Linked DNA regions of Mus musculus: regions 1 and 3 are each linked to region 2. A link is a contact called in public Hi-C and HiChIP or PLAC-seq data. All regions are on one chromosome and are shown on one strand. The core of a region is the stretch at or near the end of the contact, and the rest is flanking DNA. Distances in the headings are between cores, read along the strand shown. Region 1 has its middle 24 kb from the start of Gm33987. Region 2 holds the start of Abcd3 (ATP-binding cassette, sub-family D (ALD), member 3). Region 3 overlaps Gm33987 (a long non-coding RNA gene).

Evidence for each region. A called contact is a pair of places that touch in the nucleus more often than the background predicts. HiChIP or PLAC-seq counts read pairs in DNA pulled down with a chosen protein or histone mark.
Region 1: a contact with region 2 is called in an H3K4me3 HiChIP or PLAC-seq map of intestinal villus epithelium, with 6 times the contacts expected there. The contact joins the enhancer-like site here to the promoter of Abcd3 in region 2. A contact is called at or near these places in 9 of 39 promoter capture datasets (the 3T3-L1 cell line, the HPC-7 cell line, cranial neural crest and 4 more), 1 of 15 datasets of contacts at CTCF or cohesin (the NIH/3T3 cell line), 18 of 484 Hi-C or Micro-C datasets (beige adipocytes, colon epithelium, embryonic fibroblasts and 7 more), 12 of 115 datasets of contacts at active chromatin or transcription factors (bone marrow-derived macrophages, differentiating embryonic stem cells, embryonic stem cells and 6 more) and 1 of 9 other capture datasets (adipose tissue).
Region 3: a contact with region 2 is called in a Hi-C map of liver, with 2.6 times the contacts expected there. The contact joins the enhancer-like site here to the promoter of Abcd3 in region 2. A contact is called at or near these places in 4 of 39 promoter capture datasets (the 3T3-L1 cell line, cranial neural crest and liver), 14 of 484 Hi-C or Micro-C datasets (colon epithelium, epidermal suprabasal cells, liver and 3 more), 11 of 115 datasets of contacts at active chromatin or transcription factors (bone marrow-derived macrophages, differentiating embryonic stem cells, embryonic fibroblasts and 6 more) and 2 of 9 other capture datasets (adipose tissue and pancreatic islet).

The regions. Positions count from the first base shown.
Region 1 is chr3:121,873,425-121,876,124 of GRCm38.p6, reverse strand. No RefSeq gene overlaps it. Among named protein-coding and RNA genes, the nearest start is that of Gm33987, 24 kb to the right of the region's middle. Within about 2 kb of position 1,379, at least 36 of the 459 cell types and tissues checked have an H3K27ac peak or open chromatin away from gene starts, as enhancers often do. A contact at or near this core is called in colon epithelium, hepatocytes, intestinal crypt epithelium and 3 more, where this site is marked.
Region 2 is chr3:121,813,918-121,816,617 of GRCm38.p6, reverse strand. Abcd3 (ATP-binding cassette, sub-family D (ALD), member 3) reads left to right here and starts at 1,316. Exons shown (of 23, transcript NM_008991.3): 1 at 1,316-1,609. The coding sequence starts at 1,500.
Region 3 is chr3:121,852,756-121,855,455 of GRCm38.p6, reverse strand. It overlaps Gm33987 (a long non-coding RNA gene), which reads right to left. Exons shown (of 4, transcript XR_867607.2): 3 at 843-1,179; 4 at 285-387. Among named protein-coding and RNA genes, the nearest start is that of Gm33987, 3.0 kb to the right of the region's middle. Within about 2 kb of position 1,390, at least 19 of the 459 cell types and tissues checked have an H3K27ac peak or open chromatin away from gene starts, as enhancers often do. A contact at or near this core is called in colon epithelium, differentiating embryonic stem cells, hepatocytes and 3 more, where this site is marked.

The sequences.
Region 1 (2,700 bases), core at 130-2,629, 59 kb before region 2:
TGACCAGCCTTTTCCGAAATGAAGATGTTCTAGAGACTTGGATCCTGCTATCTGCTTGTCAGACCATTTAAACACTGGCTCCTGAGAAGTAGAAATTCCCTAGGACCTTCATGCTGAGAGAAGAAAAAGATCCCTGCCAGAGTGGGGCAACTTGTTTCCTAGGAAAGAGATTTACAACTTGTTAGACTACCTTATGGGGTGAGACTGAAGCCCAGACATTGGTGGGTCAGTGGTGCACGGGATCACACATTTACTTGGACTGCTTAGATGTGCATAGTTCAGCCCTCTATTAAATTCCAACCTCACTTCAGGACTTTAGGGGAAGGTGGTCATTGCATCTCTTTGTCCTTCTCCCCAATGTGACCACATTGAATAGTTCTTTTTCTTCTTTTATCTATTAACTCGGTTGTTTTAATTGGTTGTTCAAGGACAGGTGATCAAACTTGGCTTCTTGGGGTTCATTCACACTGTGACCTAAAGTTTGGTAACAATGGGAGCAAGACTTGACCCAGATCTCCAGATAATCATGTAATGGAACAGGTAGACTCAAGTCTCCTTTACCCAGGCAGGTCCTTAAATCCAGGACTCAATTTAGAATTTCAGCTTTAATGAACTCAAGAAATGGAGTCAGTCCTGGTGGCCATCAGACCTATTGGCATCCACTCCTCTGTGATTCACACATTCAGGTTCTTTTCCCTGGCGTTGGCATACATTCTGATTGTATTTCATAGGCACTCCTTTCTCCACCTAACTCTCGCCCTGCCAGTGTGATCTCTGTGTGCTTCAACAACCTGGCATTCATGTCCTTTGGCTCCAACTAGGGTTCAACCAGGGGAAAGTTTGGCAGAGATTAGAGAGGGAAGGAAAGTTCAAAGTATTTGTTGCCCCAAGTTACTCCCTGTGTAACTGACTGCCTATGACAGGTTTTCTTTAGAATGACGTCTATTGCTCTCCTGACCAAACCCGATCAGAGTCCCTGCAGCCTCTTCTCTAATTGTTGTTTTAGGGCTAGAAGTTGTAATCTGAGATACACATATCCCCAGATAATTGAATTATACCTTTCATTTTCCTTAAATCACACATGTTCAACCAACCCCTTTATACATAGACCCTCTTTAGTATATTCTACTTGGAGGTAAACTATCTTTTTTTTCGTTATCATTTATCATTATTATTTACTGGCTTACAAGTATTGCTTCCATATTGGAGTTGTATCCTTTTGTTAATCAGTTGTGGGGACATTTCCCCAGCTTAGTGAGCTTTATGTAATAGAGATTTGGCAGTGTGCCCTCTATGTGCTGACTCAAGACCACACTCTGGAAAATGTGGCCTTGATCTTTGACACACATATGGCAATTGCCTCTTCCATCCTGCTTGGGGTGGAGTGAGGTGTCTGGCTGTGATCCATTTGTGGTTCAAATACCAGCTCCTCCCCAGAGGTCATAGTTCTCTTTCAGGATATGGAAAGATTTTGTCTTGTGTTCCTGAGTGGTCTTTCAGGAGCTGTTTTTCAATATTAATTGTGTCTTCCTTGGCCTCTCATTCTTCTGTGGACCTCAGATAGTGTCATTGCTGCTATGTGCTAGAATTCTAGGCATCGTCCCTTCCTCTTAGAGGCACCTCTACTGGGAAGTGGAAATGACAATGTGGTGAAAACCACAGTTTATTTATCACACATAATGGTTTTGCTTCAAAATGCCGTGACTTTTCCAGAAGTGCACTGAGGACTTTATTTCATGGTAAAACCTCATAGAGATATTATTATTATTATTATTATTATTATTATTATTATTATTATTATTTAGTTGTATCTGTACAATAGGTATGTGCTTGATGCCCACAGAGGCCAGATGAGGGCATCAGTTTTTCTGAACTGGAATTACAGATGGTTGTTGGCTTTCATATGAGTGCTGGGAATTGAACTCTGGTCCTCTGGAAGAACAGCCAATGTTCTTAACTGCTGAGCCATCTCTCCAGCCTTACCCTTATAATTAATATTGTCCCTGTCCTTAGATCTTAGGAGTTTCTTCTAACCTTCTTATAACTTCTGTACTATGGATTAATCTTCTTGCCTGTCCACAAGGATCCGTCTCTCCCTAAATTGTTTTTTTTTAATCTTAAATACTAGAATATTGAACATTAAAGAGGGAGCCTACTTGTAGGAATAGTGTTCCTATTGCCTTATGTCTCTGAACTGCCTGATGGAGCGATCAGCACTGCAGGTTCAATGGAGGTAGTCAGGGTGGGCAGATGCCCAGCTTCCTTGGAGCTCTCTGACCTACTGCAGGTCAGTCTTCGTGCTCCATTGATCAAGAATATTCTTTTTTTTTCCCTTAACCTCCTGCTTTCAAACCTTGTCACCTCAGGCCTCAGAATGAGAAGTGTGTTCTAAATAGACACTTGTTTAACCATACTCTGCATAGTGGGTTTCACCCAATCAGGCTTAGAACTACAACATCTCCTTACTCTAATGGAGAATTGGGGAGGAAGCACTGGTTTTGTGCCTTTGGGAAAGGAAGGATGAAGGGGATCCAAAAGGACTGATACATTTTTACTTCCTACCCTGAACTTTCAGATTTTGAGTTGCAGATGTACAGCAGGCATAAGACAGGATGGGAGATGTTTGGACCTTGGAAGTGCACCATTAAAGGAATGTTAGAAAGAATGGCATACAACGTGAATTTCTCTTCCCCCTCCCCC
Region 2 (2,700 bases), core at 67-2,566:
GGTGTAGCTTTGACGTCATCCTATTTGTCAAGTGTTAAGGAAAAGTTCTAGGAAAATTCTAAATTCTCTTATTGGTATTCTCATAGCACTTAGTTCACTTCTCTAAGCTGACACTTAAACTCATCCATATTTTTCTTCATGTTTTTCTTCTGCACCAGCCTCTGGAGAATAAGGGATTGATTGTTCATACTTGTATTCTCTGTGCCAGGCATACCTAATTACCTAAGTGATTCCCAGGGTAATGGGAAAACACACAAACGGCATATGGAGGATTTGGTACAGGCTCTACTTCTGCGTAACTTAGACTTTTGACGATTGTTGAGCACCTGCACACAGCACACACCACGGTGTGTGGTCTTTGCCATTCTCATAACCATTTAACCATTCACACAGAGAAAACACCTAGGCATCACTGTTTCATTGGTTCCTTTTATGCGTAGGCAACATTTATATATTTTGTGAGGTTTTAGAAGCTTCCTTTCTGACACTTGCTTCTCGACAGTTTCTTAAACTGAAAACAGCCATTCATTAAGTTATTGTGCATGCGCTAGACTAAACGCTAGGGATAACACTTTCTGCATGATAGGGGTGGGACAGGAGAAGAATGCTGTAATCTGTAAAGTTCGTCTGCTTCTGGGAGTAAGGCCAGCATTAATACAACGCACGATTGTTATTTCTGAATGTCCCTTTGCAAAGAACAGAGTTTCTCAAACTTTCTTTGACCAGACCTAACATAAAGAAATACATTTTTTTATCGCCATCCTTGTACATATCTACCAAAAAAGAGTAATTGTTTCTTAAAACTCCTTTTTGTCACGCACTCTGAGCTTTTTCCCACTACATTATTTTTATAAAAAAATTAACAGAGTGGTGGACCCGTCCTCCCAAACCGATTTTACAGAACTAGAGACCTAATCCACGGCGACTTGAAATAAGATTATCTGATTGTAGTCTTTCTTTTCCAGGTCTCCCTTCACTCCTTAAGTTGCAAATATTGACCTTTTTAGTGATGGGGCCGTTCCCCTCCTCCCCCGGCTTCTTTAAGAGGGTGGTACCGACCCATCCAGGGGGTGGCGGAGGGGCAGGGCCCACGGAGTCCGTGGCGCAGGCCCGGCCCGCTCTTCCAGTTCTTGTGAAAGAAAGCTAGGGTGTGTGCAAGCAGAGATCGCAAGGCCGAAGCGTGGGCTGCTGGAGACCGGCGCGGAGGACTAGCGTTGTCTGCCCGCCGCGTTTCCGGCCGAGTCCGCGGGGGTCCGCGCGTGCGCAGAGCGTCCCCCCGGGGAACGACCCTTTCGATCGCCCCGCGCCCGCGCGCGCGCCCGGGAAGCCAAAGTCCACGGTGGGCTCGGCGCGGCGGCGCGCGCCAGGGGGCGTTCCCGCGCGGCCGGCCCCGCCCTCTCTCGGCGCCGAGCTATCCTCCCAGTTTCCCCCGCGGTTCCTGCACTGAGGTTGTCGCCGGCGCGTCCCCTATCCCGCGGCTCGCTCGCCCTGCCGGTGCCATGGCGGCCTTCAGCAAGTACTTGACGGCACGGAACACCTCGCTGGCGGGGGCCGCGTTCCTGCTGCTCTGCCTACTCCATAAGCGGCGTCGCGCCCTCGGCCTGCACGGGTGAGGCTCGCGGCCGCGCCGCCTTCCCCGGGCCCGAGCGGGGAGCTCCGGGCGCGCGCCTTGCCCTTCTCTCCCAGGTCCCGAGCTGCGCGGGTGCCCGCGGAACCGGGCCAGCGGTCCCGGAGCCCTGCGGCCCTCAGCCTGGCGGCCGCCGCGCAATCTCAACACCACGGGAGGGAGGAGGACACGCCGCGTCCCTGCGCCCCCGCGCCCCCTCACCATCTCCCCGTGCATGTCAACTTTATGGGTGCATTCTGGTTTTGCCATCTCATCGCCACTGAACGCTAAGGTTTGCGTTCGTTCGGGATGGGCATTTTACTCGCCAGCTCGACTCCGGAGTAGTGGCGGTGGATAGTAGCCAGGGGCGTTCCTGGGGTTTTCTGGGTCCAGTGGGCACGATTTTCTTCTAAAGCGGTGCCCTCTTTTTCCGGAATTGGTCAGTGAATGCCCTCATTTGGAAAGGTTGAATTGGCTCAGCGGTGTGTGGAGGACAAAGTTTCCTCCGTCGACTTTATAGGTGAAAGGTGAAAGTGTGTTTTAGGTGAAGATCACTTGTTAATTACACCATACAGCTACCTGCCTGGAGAGAATGTTAAAGTTTACTTTGAACTTTTGGGAGATTAGGAAAGAAGGGAGAATTGAGTTCTGGGGGTGGGATTACAGGCACAATTTTAACTTCTTGTCGCCCATTTGATTTCAGCGAGCGACAAAGAAAAGGTTACTTCCTAACTAAGCATTCTTACTAGTGTTTGGATATTTAGTGTCCAATCTTAGAATAATGCTTTCATGCATTTTATTTCATCAACCCTCTGGGTAGGTACTATTTATTGTCTCCTGCTTTTGGTTTGCTCGGACTATCTTATTATTAGAATTTGGCCTAAAATACTAGCAGAGAGCTCCATGTATCCTTTCATGAAGTATTTTCTGTCTTATCTACTTTGACTTGCTCATTGGCTGCAGCATTGGCCCTTCTCTTCCTAAATCAGCTTTACAAAATAATGATATGCCTCTCCTTCACATACTATTCGTCCTTTTTAAGGGTTCTTGGAGGGGGACGATTAATTTGAAATATTTTTCTATTAGATCGTGCC
Region 3 (2,700 bases), core at 141-2,640, 39 kb before region 2:
CTTTCTTCTCTCCGTTACTTTAAATTTCTCTCATTTCTCCTCCCTCCTTCCCCCACTTACCCTCTTTTCTTCCTTTTTTCTGGTAGATTCTCTGTAAGAAAGCTCACAGTCCATCTTTTTTTTTTTTAAACATTTATTTATTTATTATATGTAAGTACACTGTAGCTGTCTTCAGACACTCCAGAAGAGGGCATCAGATTTCGTTGCAGATGGTTGTGAGCCACCATGTGGTTGCTGGGATTTGAACTCAAGACCTTTGGAAGAGCAGTGGCGCTCTTAACCGCTGAGCCATCTCACCAGCCCCCCACAGTCCATCTTTTAACTTTCTCTGAGTTACACTTTCATGTAGTCATATGACTAGCCTTGAAATGCAGACTTAAGAAAGGGCTGTAAAGATGAACAAAAAGCCTACATTAAAGAGCTCACAGTTTGGCAAACAATGTCACTATTATAAAGCAATTTTCAGCATAGAGATGATTAGCATCTCTTTCCTTTCATTTTAAAAAATATTTTTGGAGACAGGGTCTCACTATGTAAATCAGGCTGGCCCCAAACTCATAGGAATCTACCTACCTCTGCCTTCTGTGTGTTGGGGTCATCCCCAGTCCTTTCTCTTTAAATATTTGTGATTATTTGTGTGTATGTGTGTGTGTGTGTGTGTGTGTGTGTGTGAGAGAGAGAGAGAGAGAGAGAGAGAGAGAAGTTTCAAACTCCTAGCTCTTTATAAAGTTTAGAATTACTGTAAATATATACTAATATATCACCCCCCCCCCACTGTGCAGTAGGACATTAGAATTCATTCCTCCAACCTTTTGATTACTTCTCTCCTGTCTTGTACTTACAGTATCTGCTTGAGCTGAGTTTCCTTAAGTCCTCCATCTCCCAGTTTTGCAGTGCACACAAAGTCTAGTGTTTCCCTTGGAGGGGGGGAGGAGGGGGAGAAAGAGGGGAGAGGACTGGGGAGATGGCTCAGTGGTTCTTATCCTTAAGTGCTCTTCAAGAGCACCGCCTGCTCTTCCAGAGGTCCTGAGTTCAATCCTCAGCAACCATATGGTGGCTCCCAAATGAAAAGCTGTTTTTAAACTTAGTCCCAGTAGCTCACGTCTTTTGGATCCATGCCATTCTGCGGACCACTCTTTCACATACTTGGGAGATTGCTTTGTGCCAGAATTCCAGGATCTGAGATTCAAAAAGAGAAAGAAAGGTCTTGTTTGCATAGACTTCAGACCCTATAGGCTCCTGATTTGCATTCTATTTGCACAGGTGAATTCACAACTGTTCCGGTCCTTATCTACCCAGACCTCAACAGAATCACACTAGGAATTGGAGTGCTGAAAACATGGGCTGTGGTTACCTGGTGCTGATCAATGATTCAGGGAATGTGAAGTGAGGATCCAAGGGTCACCTGTCACTCACATCACCCACATGGTTCTTTAGAGAGCCAGCTGTTCCAGGCACTGTCATTCCATTTGATTTAAAAAGCTAACTGCACAGACAGATTTCAGGCAGGGAAAACACCCATCCCACCTCTAGAGCTGCCTCCTGCCGAGCAGACTCAGACTGTAGGGAGTGCTTGGGTAGCTCTTTGCTTCTTTGCCTACTTGTTTTGAAGTAGGTGTTTTGCTTAGCATATGATCTCTCTTGTGGGAAAGGCTGGTCCTACCAACTCTTACATAATCAGTCTGCAATAAGTCTCATTGCTCCTCCCTCACATCAGGGTTCTTAAAGCTGATCGTCTATTTAAATCTCTCATACCCCTAAGATGTGGAGTGCGGGTCATAGCCTACAAAGAGTTCCTGACCCCAGTCCAACCTGTAGACATTCTCACACTCATGCAGCATAGTGAATTTAATATTTCTAAGCTCTCACTTAAAGATAGACAGGTGGGCTATGGTGGTGCATATCTTTAGTCCCAGCATTCAGGAGGTGGAGGCAGGTGGATCTCTGAGTTCAAGGTCAGTCTGGTCTATAAAGCAAGTTATAGGACAGTCAGGGCTACACAGAGAAACTCTGCCTTGAAAAAAATTAGAGATAGTAGAATTATTAAGTGTATACTAGTAAAAACTGGTGCTTTAATTTATCTTAGCTTTAAGTTTTTTCATCTGAAGATGGAAATAATAGTAACCTCACAGGTTTGTTTTTTAATGTTTTTGTTTGTTTGTTTGGAGTTACTGATGATTGTAAGCTGCCATGTGGGTGCTAGAAATTGAACCTGGTTTCTCTTCAAGTGCAGTCCGTGCTCCTAACCAGCTATCGATATCTCCAGCCCCTTCACCAGTTAATTCTTACCCTAGTGACTGGAGTAGCCCAAACGCCTATTAGCAAATAAACAAAAGTTGTATGTAATGTGGTATTTGTTTAGCTGTTCACTCATTGATGAATTCCCATTTTAAAATGCTGATGCTTGCAAGGCAGGTACTCTACAGCTGACCCACACTCACAGCCCCACCTTCTTAAAAAAGGATTCCCTAGTGAAAAAGAATGAAATTCCGACATATGCTATTGTATAGAGAAGCCTTAAAAACATGATACATGAAATAGGCCAGACACAACAGGAGCCGTCCATATTCAATGATCTCACTCAGATGTCTACAACAGTCAAACGTACAGAGATAGAAAGCATAGCAGTGTGGTCACTGCAGGATTTAAGAAAGGGGACACTGGATGTCATTGTTGAATGAGTACAGGGATTCAGGATTT